Regions from separate parts of the Mus musculus genome. Here region 2 is linked to region 1. The links are chromatin contacts, called in public HiChIP or PLAC-seq maps. All regions are on one chromosome and are shown on one strand. Each heading gives the region's core, a stretch centred on a gene start, on an enhancer-like site or on the middle of the called end of the contact. The rest is flanking DNA. Distances are from core to core; before and after follow the strand shown.

Region 1 (3,604 bases), core at 511-3,010:
AGACACACTTGACAGAAGAAGAGAACTAACTGCTAATTGTCTCTGACTGCCACATAGACACCATAGCATGTATGTGTGCACAAACGTACAAAATTAATTAATAAAAATTTAAAGTGATTAATAAATTGTTTCCCTGTTGCATATTGTCCTGTGATATATATAATTAAGAACATTGAAATTTTGAAGATAACTTGATTCAGTGAAATCTTATTATCTTCCTTACCACTGGAGATCTTGCAATGCTTTTTAAGAAAATGCCATCCCTTTAATCCCAACACTCGGGAGGCAGAGGCAGTATGATCTCTGTGAGTTCCTGGCCAGCCTGGTCTACAGAGTGAGTTCCAGGACAGCCAGAGCTGCACAGAGAGACTTATCTCAAAAAAACAAAGAAGAAAATGGCATCCATGTTATCTAATTGAAGACCCATTTCTCCCTTGGTTAATAAATGCAGTGCTGTTGACCACCGTCGCTTCTTGATTTGCATGGTATTATCTTATGATGCCACAGGAAGCATTGTCCTGAGTCTGCGACCATTCTTTCAGTTTCTGTACCTGAATTTCTTCTTGGATTAAACATTTTTTAAAAAATGATATTTATTTATTTATGTACATGTATGTGAAGATCAGTGGGCAACTTTCAGGACTCAGATCTGTCCTTCCACCATGTGGGTCCTAGGGATGGAACTCAGATCATTAGATGTAGCCAGTACCCTCACCTGCTGAGCCATGTCCCTTGCCCATTACAGGGTTCTAAAGATAGAGTCATTGTGTGTACTCTTGTGCCCCCCACCCCACCCCCATTTCCTTGAAGCAGTCTCTTGTCACCCATGCACCTTGACACTCAGCTCAGCCCTCGGCGCTGAGCTCCAGCTCTGAACCTGCTGTCTCCCTCACACTATCCTGTGCCTGGCTGCCCCACCCAACAAGCAGGGTGCAGCTAAATATATTATCTCTCAGGAGACTGCATCCCATCTTGGTGTTCTTTATGTTCATTTGTAGCACTGAACTACCCAGTGTTCCATTCACAAGTTTGGGATTCATGCCAGAATGTTTTGTTAAAAACAAAGTGCAAGTTTCCCAGGCTGGTGACCAAAATAGCTACCAGATTAGTGGTGCTGTCATTCAGTGGTTAAACTGCTTGTGCCTTGATAACAAAGGTTCTTTTCTTGGCCCTGTTACTAATTTTACATTGTCACATAGTAACATAACCAGATTACATGATGGTTTCACCATCTGTACCACAAAGGGAGAAATGTTGATGAGACTCTCAAATAAAACAAGCTTACAGATGCAGAATGGTGTTAGCTTATCTTTCTAGAATTTTTTCCAAGTGCTGGGACTAAAGGCGTGCGCCACCAACGCCCAGCTCTTTTTAGAATTCTTAAAAAAAAAAAAAAAAACTAGCACGAAAGCTATCCTATAGAAGCCCCCCCCCTTCAGAAGGAAGCAATTTAAGAATGTATGCGAGCACTTACAACACTAGCATCAGTAAGTGGGAGCAGACACACGTGCAGCATGGACAGGCGCTTAGTCCACAGAGGCTCCAAGAGGAAAGGGCCCGAAACAGAAGCTGCACGTCAGTTTTATTGTGGCCCTGTGCCTTGTTAAGGTCTAAGAGTTAAAGACAGCATCAGACTTGTTTTTCCCCTGTTGTTTCCTTCCAGAAAATTTAGTGCTTTCAAAGGTTTCAGCCTGCTGTGTCATCAGGAAGCTATTCTGGGTGCTGTGCCCTTGGAAAGAGGAAGGGACACATGATTCCCGTTGGTCATTTCTCCTCTTTGTTTTCAAAAGGATGTGCTATGGACGTGAGCTGTGGTTTGTTTTAATCACTTGGGGACCCCGGGAAGCTGTAATGGCATGACTGTAGTCTTAGCGGGATCTCGTCGTTGCCAGCTGCATCTGGGCCACCTTTACTGAGGCCAGGTGTATTGATAACATCTCTGTTCTGCTGCTTATGAATGTGGAGACAGTTCCTGAGATGGCTCAGCTAAGGTGAAAGGGCCCCTCCCCTACCACAAGAAGAAACTGCTTTAGCAGTGTAGATGGCCCAATTAAAATGATTTACTTTTTATGTGTATATTGTCTACATGTATGTATACCATGTGTGTGCCTGGTGCCCATGGAAGCCAGAAGAGGGCATTGGATGCCCTGGAACTGAAGTTACAGGTAGTTGTGGGCCACATGTGAATGCTGGTATCTGTCCTGTGCAAGAGCAGTCTGTACTCTTAACCTCAGAGCCATATCTCTCTAGCCTAAGGTAGCTTGATTTTGTTGAAGCCACCCCTCCACAAAAATACCCAATAGGGTTTCTCTGTATATAGCCCTGGTTGTCCTGGAACTCAGTCTGTAGACCAGGCTGGCCTCTGCTTTCCAAGTACTAGGATTAAAGTTGTGTGCCCCTGTGCCCAGCTCATAATACATTCCTTACTTGTTCACACTTTAACATATACCATAAAGACTCAGAAAAATAAACTCACCCATAAACTTAATAACAAGTAATAATATCACTTTTATCATTCTTTTGGATGTTCTTTATTTTATTTTATTTTATTTTTCTGTATATTTAAATTCTTATATTTAAAAGATAATTTTATGCCTTTTAAAATAGTTAAGATTGTACCATGTGTGTCACTTGGTAACCTACTTTAAAATGTTTAATTTTTGACTATATAATACACTTTACATGGTTACATGGCTAAAAAAGAATTTTTTAAGGTTCATTTATTATTATATCTAATAACACTGTAGCTGTCTTTAGATGCACCAGAAGAGGGAGTCAGATCTCATTACAGATGGTTGTGAGCCACCATGTGGTTGCTGGGATTTGAACTCAGGACCTTCAGAGGAGCAGTCAGTACTCTTAACCACTGAGCCATTCCTCTAGCCCTAAAAAACTTAAGAGTATAAAAAAATATAGTGAAGCCGGGCATAGTGGCGCACGCCTTTAATCCCAGCACTCGGGAGGCAGAGGCAGGCGGATTTCTGAGTTCGAGGCCAGCTTGGTCTATAAAGTGAGTTCCAGGTCAGCCAGGGCTACACAGAGAAACCCTGTCTCGAAAAACAAACAAACAAACAAATAGTAAAAAGTCTCTCATTATCTTCTGATCCTGTAAGTTACTACTTTTTACTAGCTTCCTTCCAGAGTGTGTGTACTTACAAAAGTAATACAAATAACTTCTTTTTGTGTGTCCTTATTGTTTGCTTTTGTTTTGTATTTTTGAGATAGGGTCTTGCTATGTAGCCCAGGCTAACCTTCTACTTGAGATCCTCCTGCTCTGTCTCCTGTATGCATTTACAGACATGGGGTACCATGCTCAGCTCCTGGTTTTTATATTAAATATGTATACATACATATATTTTAAAATATATCTACACATACGAATTATAGAAACAATCTAATGGGCTAACAAGATGTCTCAGTGAGTGCTTGCTGCCAAGTCTAACCACTTGAGGGACCAACTTGGTAGAAGTAGGGAACCAACTCCTACCAGTTTCCCTCAGATCCTCTGTACACTGTGACATAAATTTGAGGCAGGCGTATGCACACACACTATGTTAAAGCTGTGATTTGAGGTCAGTTAGAAGGTGTGTTAAGTGAAAAGGAC
Region 2 (3,604 bases), core at 681-3,180, 170 kb before region 1:
ACAGTGTACTTACAATAAATAAATAAATAAATAAATAAATAAATAAATAACATGCTCAGTTGAGGAAGGTTTTAGATTATCAATTGCCTTCTCATTTTGTTCATGTTCTTACAGTCTCTTCTCAAAATAACTTAGATCTCTATGCAAGTTAGAACATTTGCTGAGAAGCACTGAGCACATGGGTGTTAGCTAGACAGATTAGGATGCAAGGCGTGCGGGCTGCATCTGGGACACAGGCAAGCTGGCTGCACATGCGGGATTTCCTGTGGGTGCCGTGCGTCCGGTGGTGAGGCTGATAGCTTGCTTGACTAGACCTAGTAGCTGCCTCCCTCCATTTGACGAGGTGGAGGTACCAGGGCTTCCCTCCTGTGATGTGGAGGTGAGAATGCAAAGCCTTGGGGACAGCCTGCTTGGGATGAATTTATTCACTCATCACCAGACACATCCTAACCAGAAGACAACCAGCAGGCACACCAGTCTGAGGACACTGAAGAGCACATGGGGACGGGACATCACTATGCTGTATAAAGAACATCTGTGTTCCACAGGAGAGGGGTGGGTGACTCCCATTTCCAACCCAGGGGACCTGCTTGGTCTGAGAGTAACCAGGCATTAACCTCAGTGATCCCTTAGGACCTGCTGGAACTTAGGGTCCTTATCCTTTCTGCTCCTCTCAAGATGTCCTGGGAAGAGCTAAGCCTTTGACTTTGGGAGTCTCTCCAGCATCCTTGTGAGGCCCTCAGTATCATGCCAGTTGGTGAGAGAGTCGGGTCTTTCTTGTCCAGGTGGTAAATCTGCTCCTTCAGATTCATCCATTATCAACGTCAGCTAGGTAGCACACTGTGGCAACCTGGCAGAGCTAATGGAACAAGCCCTTCCCTGAAGGCTATCCATGCTGGTGGTAGTCAGGAAGCAAAGAGTGAGTGAGCTGGTGGAGAGTGCGAGAAATGTCTCTGTACTTGACCGCATTCCTATGGGGGCCAGGTGTGACCTCCGGGGCATCCTTAAGGTAGGTCCTGACTTCCATGGGAATGGTCCAACCCTGAAAAACCACTTGGTGGCTGACAACGAAGATAAGGTGGTCATGAAGCCAGGAGACCTATGGAGTCTGGAGTGACTTAGACACTGGCTTCTTGAGAGCATTAACTCTGAGTTGACAGTGACTCATGGGGACCCACAGAACAAACCTGTAGCCAGCCCCGGGTCACAGCAGGATTGAGGCAGTCAGATGACAAGTGGAGTCTTTTTTTTTTTTTTTTAAGATTTATTTATTTATTATATGTAAGTACACTGTAGCTGTCTTCAGACACTCCAGAAGAGGGAGTCAGATCCTGTTACAAATGGTTGTGAGCCACCATGTGGTTGCTGGGACCCGAACTTCAGACCTTCGGAAGAGCGGTCGGGTGCTCTTACCCACTGAGCCACCTCACCAGCCCAACAAGTGGAGTCTTAACTTCAGTCACTGCTGCTGTGGGTTTTCGAGTTCTATGGAGCCGAACTGTGGCTACTTCCCAAAGTACTGAGTATATACAGTGGGGAAGACATATTCGGGACAGGTACAAATGTAGGAGCGCCTGGAACTTTCCAACTCCACTGAAAATTAAACCACAGGCTTGCTGTGACCCTGATGACACTGCATAGGTAAGCGCCGCCTTCCAACACCTGACTGAAGCACAGGGCCTTAGATTTGCTGCTTGGTCTGTGCAGAAGCTGCCTGGCCCTTGCACAGTCACGGGGACTGTTGTAACTCCAGCTGCTGCTGCTATTCATAGACTTTGTTGATACACATCTGCAATACAGCTGCTAATCGCTAAACCAATTCGAAAGCTGCTTGCTTTCACCAGCAGGGCCATGTGTGCCTCCTCCTTCCTATACGGGGGCTGCCGATCCTCCAGCTGTCATGTCATGGTCTACAGAGGCATCTGCTTTGACACTCCATATCAGATCTCCTGTTGCATTAATGACACCAGGCTGCTATGCAAGTATGGCAAGTGACTTACAAAGACATCTGTGAATTAGAGCGTGGGATCAGCTTCATTCCTAGTGCCAATTGTGTGTGATTAAAATCCATTTAAATAACACAAATCACACTATCAATTTAAACAGACTTTAACAAAAGGATCATGAGCTATTAATATGGGACAGATTACCAAGAAGGGATAAAGAGAGCTCTGAAGGCTAGCACAGGGCTGACTGCCAGGATCCGAGAAAGGAACCAAGGAGGTGGAAGGAAAGTCTTTCCCATGACTAAGATTCAGGCTCATTAGAGAAAGTGCGTGGTTTCCTGGATGCCAAGAGGTGCTGGGGTTTTGTTTGTTTGTTTGTTGTTGTTTGTTTGTTTTGGATTTTTTTGGATATTGTTCTAATTATGTAGCTCAAGGTGTTCTCTGACTCATCTTGATCCTCCTGCCTCAGCCTCCTGCCTCTTGAGTGCTGGAATTATAGGAGTGTGCACTTAAATGTTTGTCTCCTCCTCCTCCTCCCTTCTGCCCCTTCTCTTCCTCCCTCTCTCCTTTCCTCCTTCTTCAGTCAGATGAATACTCGGTTGTAGAAGGTGGACTTTTTTTATTCATTGAGATTATCTTCCCCTTTAATATGTGGAAGTAAAACAGGGTAGATTTGCTATTGTGTTCTTTACATTCTTGGAGTTAATCTTACCTCGTCATAATGGATATAATGTTGCAGTTGTTAGTTAAATGTTTTGGTCAATGAGTGCCACTGGGTGTCACACAGCTCTAGCAGTGTGACCAGGGAGCCAGAGCACAGTGAGCCTACAGACCTCCTGCCGTGTCCTCTAGCGCCCTCTGCTGACGAAGCTTAGTATTTTGCTAGGTGGCCAAAGGAAACACTTCCAGTCATGCCCAGCCATGCTGAATGAACCTGGAGCTGAGAGGCAGTGACTGGTACCTGACTCAGTGGGATGTTTACCCTGTAGATCACTGGTGAGCACATTTTATCATGTGAAGGAGTTTCTTGTCCAAGTATTCATTTATTTTTGGTGGTGGTGGGAGGACAGCATCTCATAACATAGCCCTGGCTGACCTGGAACTCATCACAGAGACAAAGCTGGCCCCAAACTCAAAGAATTTAGAGTCACCTTCTCAGTGCCAGGATAAAGGTGTGTCGCCACACCCAGCTGAGATGAATTATTTTCATCCATCAATATGATTTTTTGATGATATATTTTTCTCCTCTGTCTATAAAGTAAAATACACTTACTTAAGTTTATTTATTTGACAGTTTGTTTATGTGTATGTGTTTATATCTGCCACATGGAAGCCAGTGGAATATGCCAGAGGGGCTAGAGTTACAGGTGGTTGTGACCGCTCAAACTCAGCAAGACCAGGATAGGCTCCTAACCATTGAGCCATCCCTCCAGTCTCTGTAGAGTTACAGACTGTACTAATCTACCCACTAATGTTGAGTCATCTTTCATTTCCTAAAAGTCTACCTGGGGATGGTACGGTGTTAATAAACCACTAGGGCTGATATACTTTGATTTTTTTTTTTTTTTTTTTTTGGTTTTTCGAGACAGGGTTTCTCTGTATAGCCCTGGCTGTCCTGGAGCTCACTTTGTAGACCAGGCTGGCCTCGAACTCAGAAA

What was found. HiChIP or PLAC-seq counts read pairs in DNA pulled down with a chosen protein or histone mark.
Region 2: a contact with region 1 is called in an H3K27ac HiChIP or PLAC-seq map of T-cell acute lymphoblastic leukemia, with 4 times the contacts expected there. The contact joins two enhancer-like sites. A contact is called at or near these places in 9 of 115 datasets of contacts at active chromatin or transcription factors (the 230-238 cell line, the SCID.adh cell line, T-cell acute lymphoblastic leukemia and 4 more) and 1 of 9 other capture datasets (adipose tissue).

What each region holds. Positions count from the first base shown.
Region 1 is chr16:32,851,762-32,855,365 of GRCm38.p6, reverse strand. The region is part of intron 2 of Rubcn (RUN domain and cysteine-rich domain containing, Beclin 1-interacting protein); the gene reads left to right. Among named protein-coding and RNA genes, the nearest start is that of Rubcn, 15 kb to the left of the region's middle. RefSeq lists an enhancer at 1-3,282. Within about 2 kb of position 1,760, at least 64 of the 459 cell types and tissues checked have an H3K27ac peak or open chromatin away from gene starts, as enhancers often do. A contact at or near this core is called in the SCID.adh cell line and T-cell acute lymphoblastic leukemia, where this site is marked.
Region 2 is chr16:33,023,182-33,026,785 of GRCm38.p6, reverse strand. All of the region lies in intron 8 of Iqcg (IQ motif containing G), which reads left to right. Among named protein-coding and RNA genes, the nearest start is that of Iqcg, 31 kb to the left of the region's middle. Within about 2 kb of position 1,930, at least 31 of the 459 cell types and tissues checked have an H3K27ac peak or open chromatin away from gene starts, as enhancers often do. A contact at or near this core is called in the SCID.adh cell line and T-cell acute lymphoblastic leukemia, where this site is marked.